3 separate regions of the Mus musculus genome follow, and all the other regions are linked to region 2. The links are chromatin contacts, called in public Hi-C and HiChIP or PLAC-seq maps. All regions are on one chromosome and are shown on one strand. Each heading gives the region's core, a stretch centred on a gene start, on an enhancer-like site or on the middle of the called end of the contact. The rest is flanking DNA. Distances are from core to core; before and after follow the strand shown.

Region 1 (4,211 bases), core at 1,188-3,687, 200 kb before region 2:
CATCTTTAAATATGAGAGATGAAAAAGTAGGGGCTACAGAAATGGCTCAGTGGTTAAAAGCACATCCTGTTCTTCCAGAAGACCTGAATTCAGTTCCCATCACCAACAGCAGGCAGCTCATAGCCACCTGTAACTCCAGTCCAGGCCTCCAGGCACCTGCACTCACACATAGACATAGTTAAATTAGTTAAATACACACACACATATACACACACCACATACATACACGTGTATATTTTTTTTTCCTTTTTAATTTGAAAAAGAGAAATGAAGAAATGGGCAGAAGTTGTTGGCGCGAACATTGCTTTTTATCATAGCACCAGAAAGTAGAGTATGGCCTAAATCACTGTTGCCTTATAGGTTAGCACACTTACAGTGTATCAGGGCAAGCAAGCCCACGCAGCTCCCTGTGTGGTCCTCTTTTTTATGACACCCATTGTGAAGGAGTGATTGTTGAGCCCTTGTACTTGATCAAGTTAGTATTTGTGTACTGACGTGGATTAGGTTAAACTTCCCTGTGAGCAGTGAAATGAGTCATTGTGGAGACAACAGCTAAGCTTTGATACTAGCTGGAAAAAGATTGTGGAGAATACAGACTGTACAACCCATGCTCGGTTTTGTATTGTTATCTTTCTAGCCCAAAGCCAGACAAAGTATGTCTCCTTTGCCCCAAGGTAGTATATGGTTCTCCTTTTCCTCAGTTCTAAGTATTTGGGAGAAATGGAGACACTGTTGCCTATGTATTGTATTTGAAATAGTCTCCCTCTGGCATCTCCCTGTTCTATTCTACCTTATAAGGTAAAGGCTCCTAAGAACTGAGATTTGAGGGGAGGGGGGTTGTTTGCTTTGAGAAAGGGTCTCTCTATGTAGCCCAGGCTGGCCTCAAACTCACAGAGATCTGCTACCTCTGCCTCCTGATTTCTGGGATTAAATGGACCCAGTTTCAACACCCCCAATACACACACCATCTGGGACCCATGCAGAACACTGGATCATGGTGGCCCAGTCTTGTAATCCCAGTGATTAGGAAAGAAAGAGAAACCAATACAGACAGACAGACAGACAGACAGAGAGAGATTACACCTCTGCTTTATGAAGTTCAGCTTTATGGTTTAGTACAAGTGATTATGAATGTTAATGAGAGCATGGACTGTAGATTTCTCTTGGGAGTGATTGGCATTAGAGCTCTTCTGTCTCTGTTTCTACAGCAGAAATCTTTCAGAGAGCACACCAGGACTTCAGTGCCGTGAGCACTGACCATTGCCAGGCCTCACTAAGTCTGATGTTTCATCCAGCCCAGACCTAGGAGGCAACCTTAGGAAAGGAAGCTCTACTCCCAGTGGTGAGGTTAAATGTGTCACTACCTCAGGGCCCACTTGAGATAATCTTCTACACACATTGAAAAAAGTGGAGCCTAATGACAAAGGCCTGTGGTGGCAAGTTCAAGGTCAGACCGGCAAGCTAGTAAGACACAGTCTCAGAACAAGTTTTAAAAGGTCAGGAGGAAGGCCCCTTGGTCTTGCAAACTTTATATGCCTCAGAACAGGGGAACGCCAGGGCCAAGAAGTTGGGGCGGGGAGGGCATGGGGGACTTTTGGGATAGCATTGGAAATGTAAATGAAGAAAATACCTAATAAATTTTTTAAAAAATGGAAAAAAAAGAAAAGGTCAGGAGGAGTACAGTTGAGGGGGTTTCCTGCCCAGCATGAGTGGAGCCTCAGGCTCATTGGCTACCTAATTTGTTATGCTTTTTACTTTGTTTTGTGATGTGCTGTGACTTTGTAGTCCAGGCTGTCCTAGAACTCTTTATAGTTTAAGCTAGGCTCTTCCTCACTTGGCCTCTTGCCTCAAAGCCGTCTGAATACTTGGATTACAGGTTTCAGCCATTACACAGAGTTTGCTGCTTTATATTTTAAATATCCCAGAATTCTCTGTCCCTTTTTGGAATAGTCTTCTCCCAGATAACCACATAATTTGCTCCCTCATTTCCTTCAGGGCTTTGCTCACAGTGCCATTTTATCAGAGAAGTCTTCTGTGGCCACCTTACATAAATGGAAACCACCTACCCCGGCTACCTCAGCTTCTTATCTAGATGGTTCCCTGTTCTTTTAATGCTTGCCCCCACTGGGAACGTCACGTATATATTTCTTGTTTCTTGTTCCTAACATTGTTCCCCTTTCCCACATTATATGTGTATAATTTTACCCGACTCAATAAAAGATGATTGTCCCGTGAGAGCAGAGACAGCGTTGCTTTCTCTTCGCCATTTCTCTTTCCTTCCCTAGAATAGTGCTCAATACATAGTAGACACTCAATAAATATTTGTTTAAAGAATAAAAGAATGAACTCATTTTATTTTCAGGCTCTCACAGTTAACAGTATCCCAGGCAGCCAACTGTTAATGTTGGCAAGAATCCAACAGCCAACCACTAAATGCCATAACTGAATTCTTCAGGGCAGCTTGTAATTCCAGTGTTGGTGTGAGCACTTACAGAGTCTGGCTAGATGTCAGTGGGTGGAGACACCCCACCCCCACCACCCCGGAAATGATCAGTCCTGGTAGATGGAAGAGTTTTAAGGAGAAGAACTATCAGAACTTGCTTTACCCCCAAAAGCATTGAAAGCATTCCAAGCATTTTCTGTGTGTTTGAGGAGCTATATCAGAACCAGCAGACTTAACTCTGGGAATGTTTTCTTCCTTCTAAGGCTGTCTTCTGAGTCAGCGTTCTGTCTGGACAGCTGGCCCCTTTAACGGTCCTGGGCTCTGCCCCAGTGAGTACTAAGCAATTAGGAAAATACTGATCTTTCAGTAAAGTAAGACTTCTGATGAGTATAGCCTTGTGGTATTGTTTTTAGTATGCATTTTTTGTTTATTTCGGTTGGTGAGGTTCAGAGAGGGAGGGAAGCAGGAATTTGATGTTAGGTTCATGGCTTCTTTTAAAGAAAACAAGAAAGAATGAGGTATGGACTAGCGAGTTTTGTTCTATGCATGCATGCATGCATGCATAAATACATACATGCATACATGCGTGTAATTAGTAGATGATTCTTTTGTGTTCTGGCTCCCTCCCTCTGCCGTACTAGAGGTTCAGTTTTCAGATGTAGCTAATTCTTTGGAAATGCAGTTCGCAGCAGAGCAGGGTAGTGTGGAAGACAAGGACTGCCTATGGCTACCAGCCCTTGAGTTTGCCCTTGAGAGGGGAGCCATAGAGCACAGACATCCTCATTCTTATGTCAGGACAGGAAGCTGGGCTGCTCACAGGCCCACTCACAGCAGTCTTTGGTTGTGGGCTGTTCCTGTGCAGCATTCACTTCTTGGAGCAACTTGCAAACATGCTCTGGAGAGGGAGAGCCTTTGTCAGAGATAGGGAGGCTAGCAGTAGGCAGCCAGGCAGAAGGTGGCCCAAGGGCGGGGAGCTACAGCGTCTGTCAACATCTGGAAATAAGTGTGTGCTCAAGGTGCTGTTTGTCACTGTTTGCTCATAACACAATGTATTTGTGAGTCTAATTAGTTAGGTTAGACCTAGCAATAATGATTTGAAGCTGCCACATAGAAAGACATCACTTACGTCCTTGTCATGGTTGGGTTGGAGGTAGCCTGCTGCTCCAGGATGTTAGGGAGATACAGAGAACCTTAGGATACTTGACCTCAAAGATCTCTATGAAGGGCCTAAGTTTTATTTTCTACACTTTTAAAAATTGTGACACAGCCGGGCGTGCACTTGAGAGGCAGAGGCAGGCGGATTTCTGAGTTCGAGGCCAGCCTGGTCTACAGAGTGAGTTCCAGGACAGCCAGGGCTACACAGAGAAACCCTGTCTCGAAAACCCTAAAAAAAAAAAAAAAATTGTGACACAAATATTATCTGAGATTTTTCCATGTAAAAGTACTAGGTTTTGATCTGGGTGTATATGTACATGCCTATAATCTTCATACCCAGGAAGGTGAGACAGGAGAATTAACAAGATTAAGATTAAGTCCAGCCTTGGCTACTTAGCAATACCCAGTTTCACACACACACACACACACACACACAGAGTACACTTTAGGAGCTGAGGTATAATTCAATAGCATGGTGTTTCACATGTATAAGGCCCTGGGCTCAATTCTCACTGTCCCTCAAACCTTTAATTTAAAGATGTACAGTTGTGGGGGCTGTTGAGATGGCTCAGAAAGTAAAGGTGTTTGCTGCCAAACCTGATGACCTGAGCTG
Region 2 (3,686 bases), core at 1,086-3,585:
CCTGTCCCCCTTCCTGTGGGCCACGGGGCTCATCCTCTTCTGCTCTCCCTGCCTGCCCACTGTCCGGTTCCTCTGACTTCTGACCTCTGCCTTCGGCTATCTTTCCTGGGAACCTGCTTGGGTGTCCGCCTCCTCTCCCTCGCCACATCTCATCTGTGGACTGGACTTCTGCATTTCTTTGCTCTGACCTCCTTCAACATGTTCCTCCTACATTCTTCGGCTACTCCTATTCTTCGTACCATAAACTGGGTCATTCCTTTCCACTGTCTTCCTGGCCTCTGGCTGGCCCCTCCTCCTCCCACCTGTCTGTCCCTCCTGTGTCTTGGCGCCACTGCCCTACAGAAGAAGACGGGCATGATGGACACAGACGATTTCCGCGCCTGCCTTATCTCCATGGGTTACAACATGGTAACGTAAACCCCCTCCTCCGCCTGCCAGGCTTTCTAAAGTTGCCTTGGCCGGGAGGCAGCCACCTGACTGGAGAAGCTAAGTCTTAGTAATGGTGGACAAAGGCTCTTAGGTTAGAACTGCCCTCCTCGGGGGAGTCCCTTATGGCCATCCTTGGGGAAGATGGCACCTGAAAACCAGACCACCCATGGGGCCAGGGTGTGGCTGGGAGGCTTAGCCTCCTCATCATGGTCTCTGAACCAGTTTATCTTATGGTACTTTCTGTGGAGAAAGGGCTTTTTCACTCCCACAGTGAACACCAGCTGTGGACGGCCAACCCCAAGGTTTATAGAATGATAATTCTACTTTGTCTTACATGACAATGGTGGTTTATACTTCTGCCCTGGTAGTAGCTCCATCCAGACCTGCCACCACTCGGTCTTGACCCAGGCCTCTCGCTAACCTTGTTTTGTCCCCTCTGCATCCAGCTGAGCTGGATAGGACCTTAGCTGGATAGACAGGTGTCCACTGAACCAAGTACAGAGCCCATGGGATGCCCAGCAGGGTTAAAGGCTAGACTAGAAGTATACTCCGTAAATTCCACATTGCTATCAAAGCTTGTGGTCTCAGATGTAGTGAGGAAACCTCACAACGTGGTTGTAAGAGTTAAATAAAGTGATCACAAGGACTGCGTACTTGTCTGGCACACTTGTCATGTTAAGGAAACAGCATATGTTGGAGCTAGACTGCCTGCGTCCTAATCCTAGCTCCCTACCTCCTAGCCATGTGACCTTGGGTAAGTCACTTACCCTGTCTGGGCCTCAGATTTCCCATACAATGGGAATACTATGATTTTATTCAGTTGTGATGATAAGATGAATTTAGAATATTAGCTGGCCTATATAATACATGCTGTATGAGTGTTAGTTAGCCATTGTTGAAGTTATCGTCATTATAATTAATACTACCCATCATTTTCTGTAAGTGAAACCCAGAGCTCTGCAGGGGGTGGGAAGTCCTGAGACTCACAACGTTTGGGTCACTTTCTCACCCTGGGGCAACCCAAGCCAGATCAGATGTCTGTTGTGCCTCCTGTTCCAACCATAGGCAACTTGGAGCTGGAGGTACACTTGAGATGCCCCAGTAGGCCGTTAGGGTGACAGGTGTGGGTTGGTTGTCTCCTCCAGGGAGAGGCAGAGTTTGCCCGAATCATGAGCATTGTAGACCCCAACCGCTTGGGGGTAGTGACGTTCCAGGCCTTCATCGACTTTATGTCCCGAGAGACGGCAGATACTGATACTGCAGATCAGGTCATGGCTTCCTTCAAGATCCTGGCTGGAGATAAGGTAGGATGTGCTGACGCTGAGACAGTGGGTGGTTACTGTAAATCGGTAGGATGAATGAAAAAGTCCGAGTGAAATAGGTTTGGAAGGAAGTTGAAGTAGATACTAAAATGGAAAACGTGACGTGTTTAAAATACCATATACAAGTGATATATTACTTGTAAATATATAATATGCACTTAAATATATATATGTACATACACACGGATGTCTCTGTTATATGTATGCACGCACGTATTCTACAGATCAAGTAGAGCGAGGAAATTAGAACACGGGTACTTAACATTCCCGGCAAGTTTACGACCTAATAGTTGCGGCAACGCCGCGTTGCTTTCCGGCCGCTGCCGAGGTTTCCGACCCTGACCATGCTTTCTCCGCAGAATTACATCACAGAGGATGAGCTGCGCCGTGAGCTGCCCCCTGACCAAGCCGAGTACTGCATCGCAAGAATGGCCCCCTACGCGGGCCCCGACTCCGTGCCCGGTGCTTTAGACTACATGTCCTTCTCCACGGCACTGTATGGCGAGAGCGACCTCTAACCCGCCCCTGCCTCCCTCCACCACCCCCCCACCCCCGGCCTTCTGCGCGTGCGCCCCACCCTGCTCCTCCTCCTCCTCCGCCCAGTCTGGCTGGCTGGGTTCATTATTTTCAGCTCAGCCACCAAGGGGGCAGAGCTCCGACCCAGGCGGCATCAAGCCTCCCTGCCCACAAAGTGACAGTTTACAAAATTATTTTCTGCAAAAAAGGATAAAAAAAAAGTTACGTTAAAAAAAAATTTTAAAAAGAAAAAAAAAAACAAACAAAAAACTACATATTTTATTATAAAAAAAAAAGTATTTTTTTCTCCACCAGTCTTAAATGGAAAAGAGGAAAAATTAACTATTTGCACCGAAATGTTTTTGTTGTGACATAGGAAAATAACCAAGCACAAAGTTATATTCCATTCTTTTTACTGAAGTTTTTTCCTCCTACCTGTTCTGTCTGCTGTATTCATTTCTCTAATTTCATGCCCACTTGGGGGTGGGGTAGGTGGGTACTCTCATCAGAGGCACATTGGTGCATGTGTGTTTGCTAGCTCACTTGTCCATGAGAATATTTTATGATATTAAAGAAAACCTTTTGAAATGGCTGCTTTTCAAAGAAGATAATTCATGGCTTCTCATTTTTCAGTCTCTTCAAAAGTGTGGCTGGCCTGTTTTATGACTGCAGAGTTGTTATGTTTTTTAATTTTGAATATTGCCTATTAAAGATAGGACAAACTTGGAGATTATGATGTTGCTTGGCACAGACTGTATTAAAACAACACTCCCGTGACATTACTTTGCTTGTTCCTTTGGCTGACTTCCAGAAGTGGGGGTGGGTTGTGTCAAGAATGGTGTGGGGTACCTGTCCTCACCCACCTCTAGATTTCTGAGCCTGGTTTGGTACATTCTCACTTCTTTAAGAGGAGAAGATGGCCTCCTCTATGTACAGGGGAAAGCTAACAAGCGCATGAAAGAGCCCCTGACGAAAACCCCCAGCTTTCTTGGTTCTCTGTGGCTGTCTGTGACTTCTCTGTGACCCCGACCATTTTGTTTTTGCTGCAGGGGACAGCTTGGATTGTGTCAGGGTTGTAGTCCTCTTTCCTACTCTAAGTGTTCCATAGAGTACTGGGGCTTGGTGGCAGGGTGTACAACCAGCCTATGCCAGGCCCTGAATTCAATCCCTTGAGACCCCAAAATGTGCCACAGATAGTAGCTGTTGGTCATTGCAGGGACTCAATGACAATGCAGATTGCCAGCATTCCCCCCATATCCAAACATATATGATGATAAGCTCCAATTTATCATTTGTTGTCTAAGAATATATGGTGGTGGTGGGAGCCTGTTGTTAGAATTTCCAAGACTACAGAGCAGAGCAAGAGCGATCATGGTTAAAATAACTTTGCAAGTAGAGATATGTCGAGTTGGGGAGTTC
Region 3 (3,694 bases), core at 384-2,883, 160 kb before region 2:
CTTGGATCAGAGGGCTCTCTAGATTCTACTCAGACATCGTTTTTGAGACATCACCATAGTGCCCAACAGAGCCAGACTGTGTGCCAAGATCTTTGACAACTAACTACTCAGAACCTCAGGCTCCTCAGAGTGTGAGTGTGTGTGTGTGTGTGTGTGTGTAAGAGAGAACCAACATAGGATCTGTATGCATGTGTATATGTAAAAAAGAATGATGTACATTAAGGCACATATCTGAGGATGACATGATAACACAAGTATTCCTGTCGTTGGCACCTCTCTTTGTTGTTGTGCTTGCTGGCTTGACATCCATGTGCACGCCCCACAAGAAGGCTTTTTGGATGTCAGTCCATCAGAAATATGGATAGTCAAGGTCCTCCAGAGAAAGAATACTGTTTGACAGCAAGTCTCAGCCTACAAGCACTGGAAGAGAGTAGATCTCCCCATTACCATAGACATTGCAAAGCTTGCTTTGGAGCCTTTGGGGAGACCTCTTAGACCTTTGACCCTTTGTAGTGCCACCCCTAAGAGCTGGAAGCTTAAAAGCCAGACATGGCTGATAGAGATCTCATAGATCCTTGCTCACAACAAGCTTATAAAGGTTGAGATAAGGGGTGGCAAATGTTATTAAACTAAAATTTTAATATAATAATACTAGAAAAAGACCTAGACCTTAAGAAGTGAGACACCAAAGCTCTCTGGGCTTCTGAGGTCAAGTTCTTAGACCTGGTGCTGGGCCATCCCTAAGAACCTGGGAAGGAGGGAGCCATGGAAAACCGCTGCATGTGCCAAAGAAGAGTTAACCAGTTTTCTATGCAGGGTTGATTGAGAGGGGTGTGTGTGTGTGTGTGTGTGTGTGTGTGTGTGAGAGAGAGAGAGAGAGAGAGAAGGAGAGAGAGAGAGAGAAAGGGAGGGAGGGAGGAGAGAGAAGGGGAGGGGAGAGGAGAGAAGAGAAAGAAGAGAAGAGAGAATATCTTAGTATCTCATCCAAAAAGGCTAAACCATAAAAACCAGCAAGGAAGTCTGATAGATCAATAGATCAAGGAAGGAAAGCTCACATCTGCTGCCTGCAGTGGTAAAGGAGCTGAATTAGTGATGTGGGAGCATGGCCGCGGTTCTTAGGGCAGAGAAATGTGAGAGGTGAGCGGTTTGCATTACTGGTGGAAAAGAGGCAATGGAATTACACTTAAAGGTGAAATGGTTTCCAGTAAAGCACATCTGCCTGAAGAGAGGTCAGAACACAGTGTCATACAGCAGACAAAGCACCAAGCAGGCGGGACCTTAAGAGCTGACCCTACAAGAGAGGGGGAGAGCCCTCACCAGCCTCTTCTGTCCCATTTCAAAGGTGGAGTTTCAGTTGCTGATCACTAAGGCTGGTGCTCCCAACTGATCTCACTGCTTCCTGAATGTGGTCTCTGGGGCCTGGCTTCCTGCATGATTTCCTTATGGCCTCACTCTTATCAAGTGTGACTGGGGCTGGATCACAATGTACAGCAATAGTAAGGGATTGCAAATGGTCACACGGAGGCAGCTTGTGTCAGGTGGAGGCTTTGACAAAAGAAAAGAGTGACTTGAGTTTGGGACACCCTCCCCCTACACCCAAGAGCTTGCACCTCTGACCACATTCTCAGCTCTGGTTGGCTGTAAGAGAAAAGTCATCAACATGCTGAGGGGGAGGGGCAGGACATGGGGAAATACAAGGAACTAGAGAATAGGAACCTGATTGCTTCCGTTTACAAGCCCATGCCTGGGCTTGAGACTAAAAGACCCTTCAAGTTCAAGAAAGGACCTGATGGCTGCATGCAGTGACACATGCCTTTAATCCCAGCCACTTGGAGGCAAGAGGCAGGCAGAATTCTGATCTGGCCTACACATCAACTCTCTGGATAGCCAGGGCTACATAGAATGACCCTGTCCCTTCCTTCCTTCCTTCCTTCCTTCCTTCCTTCCTTCCTTCCTTCCTTCCTTCCTTCCTTCCTTCCTTCCTTCCTCCCTCCCTCCCTCCCTCCCTCTCTCTCTCTCTCCCTCCCTCTCTCTCTCTCTCTCTCTCTTTCTTTCTTAAGGAGCAAGGCCTGGTGAGGAAAGGAGTCTTCCTAGGTGCAAGCCCAAGCTTTACTCTGCTCTGGAACACTGAGTCTTCTCAAATGAGCCGGAATGAGCAGTGTGCAGCTCATGTCCTTTACGGTTTGGGGGGTGGGGGGTTGTGGCGCTGGGGATTAAACCCACTGAGAGAGATGGATCAGCACAAAAGGTGGACGCTGGCCTCAGCTCTGTCTTATTCCACACATCTGTCAGGAAAGAGTTGGCTGGCACAAAGGTCAGTCAGTGCCTGGATCACGGTTCCCCCAGCTTGAAGATCCCACGGAGAGACCTATGGAGATAGTCCAGTCAGCAGCTATGTCTACTGATCCCCCACCACCCGCCGCCCCTGCCCCCTGGTTTCAAGTCCAGTAGGCAAACACTTCCTAAGACTGGGAGATAAGTTACTCCTGAGGGGACTGTATGGACCTGCTAAACACTGCACTTTTAACCTCTCCTCCTCCGGGTGAGAAAAGTAAGTTCTTGGATTCCACTTGGAATGAAGGAAGGGTAGGCTGGGCTGATGCTGGTACGACATGGCAAGTGTGACTCTAGGATCTCCTATGCAAGAGTCAGACTTACCCTAAAGACTGAAATGGCTGGGAGGTCAGGTTTACAAAGCCAAGGGAGGTACACATCTGTACTCTCAGCACCTTCAGAAAGAAAGGAGGGAAGGAAGGAAGGAGGCAGAGGTAGGCAGATCTCTGAGTTTGAGGCCAGCCTGGTCTACAGAGTAAGTTCCAGGACAGCAAGGATTACACAGAAAAACCCTGTCTTAGGAGAGAGGAAAAAAAAAAAAAAAAGACAACCAAGCTATATTTTTGTTTTGGATTACTAGCTCATCTGTTCTAGTTGAAATTGGCCCTTACAACCATTAATGCAGTCGTAGATCATGTAGTCTCCTGCAGGGTTGGGACAGGCCTTGGCAGACAGGAAGGAATCAGGTCTCCACTCTCCTCAGGTTCTAGAGTTCCCACCTTCAAAATCTAGAAGATCTAGGCTCTAGAGGATAACGGCAAACTCCATACAGCCAGCTTAACTGGCTGGTCATGTGCTTAACTGGCTCAATACAATCTTAGCACAGAGAATAGCCAGACCAGAGAGGAGCATTATTAGTGCCTGTCAGTTCTTTTTACTACCCCTTCCTCCTAGAGCTTGTGAATAGATACTGGGTCTCCCCTCCCCCTCTCCTAGCCCCAACAGCAACTAGCTCAGATTGTAGAGAAGTTAGGTGAAGGCAAACTCTGCAGTTACAGGTGCTGTCTTCCTGTCCATCCTCATGGGGAGTGAGGCACGGAATGGTCCTGCTACACAGTTTCCCAGACATTTCCTGCTGTACAAATTCTGACCCCCTGGAGGGGACATCAGGCCCTCCCTCAGTGGAAGTGAAGAATGAAGCAGAAAAGGAGCGTCACTAGCAGGTCCAGGTCTCCTGCCCCACACCATTCTGAGTCACTTCCTGCTCCTTGCTGGACTTTGATCTCCAGCTGCTGCTGCCCCTCAGTTACAGCAGAGAGAGGACTGACAAGCTTATTCAGCTCTATAGTCCTGGGCCTCTCCTGGTTACAAAAAAAAACCCCACCTTTTCTATGCTCACCATTGTGTCTGATGACCTGTT

What was found. Hi-C and Micro-C count contacts between places; a contact is called where the count stands out from the background. HiChIP or PLAC-seq counts read pairs in DNA pulled down with a chosen protein or histone mark.
Region 1: a contact with region 2 is called in a Hi-C map of cerebral cortex, with 2.0 times the contacts expected there. The contact joins two enhancer-like sites. A contact is called at or near these places in 3 of 15 datasets of contacts at CTCF or cohesin (the NIH/3T3 cell line, large pre-B cells and pro-B cells), 31 of 484 Hi-C or Micro-C datasets (B cells, the CH12 cell line, DN3 thymocytes and 19 more), 23 of 115 datasets of contacts at active chromatin or transcription factors (the HPC-7 cell line, the NIH/3T3 cell line, acute myeloid leukemia and 16 more) and 4 of 9 other capture datasets (adipose tissue, embryonic stem cells, liver and 1 more).
Region 3: an RNA polymerase II HiChIP or PLAC-seq map of embryonic stem cells shows a contact between it and region 2, with 15 read pairs. The contact joins two enhancer-like sites. A contact is called at or near these places in 1 of 15 datasets of contacts at CTCF or cohesin (the NIH/3T3 cell line), 18 of 484 Hi-C or Micro-C datasets (8-cell embryo, the AtT-20 cell line, CD4 T cells and 6 more), 5 of 115 datasets of contacts at active chromatin or transcription factors (embryonic stem cells, epiblast stem cells and stem cell-derived neural progenitor cells) and 3 of 9 other capture datasets (adipose tissue, liver and pancreatic islet).

What each region holds. Positions count from the first base shown.
Region 1 is chr12:80,364,612-80,368,822 of GRCm38.p6, reverse strand. All of the region lies in intron 6 of Dcaf5 (DDB1 and CUL4 associated factor 5), which reads left to right. Among named protein-coding and RNA genes, the nearest start is that of Mir1843a, 25 kb to the left of the region's middle. Within about 2 kb of position 2,437, at least 158 of the 459 cell types and tissues checked have an H3K27ac peak or open chromatin away from gene starts, as enhancers often do. A contact at or near this core is called in adipose tissue, cerebral cortex, forebrain and 3 more, where this site is marked.
Region 2 is chr12:80,166,905-80,170,590 of GRCm38.p6, reverse strand. Actn1 (actinin, alpha 1) reads left to right here. Exons shown (of 21, transcript NM_134156.3): 20 at 1,575-1,733; 21 at 2,111-3,049. The coding sequence ends at 2,269. Among named protein-coding and RNA genes, the nearest start is that of 2310015A10Rik, 36 kb to the right of the region's middle. Within about 2 kb of position 2,335, at least 235 of the 459 cell types and tissues checked have an H3K27ac peak or open chromatin away from gene starts, as enhancers often do. A contact at or near this core is called in adipose tissue, bone marrow-derived macrophages, cerebral cortex and 4 more, where this site is marked.
Region 3 is chr12:80,329,695-80,333,388 of GRCm38.p6, reverse strand. No RefSeq gene overlaps it. Among named protein-coding and RNA genes, the nearest start is that of Mir1843a, 60 kb to the left of the region's middle. Within about 2 kb of position 1,633, at least 71 of the 459 cell types and tissues checked have an H3K27ac peak or open chromatin away from gene starts, as enhancers often do. A contact at or near this core is called in bone marrow-derived macrophages, where this site is marked.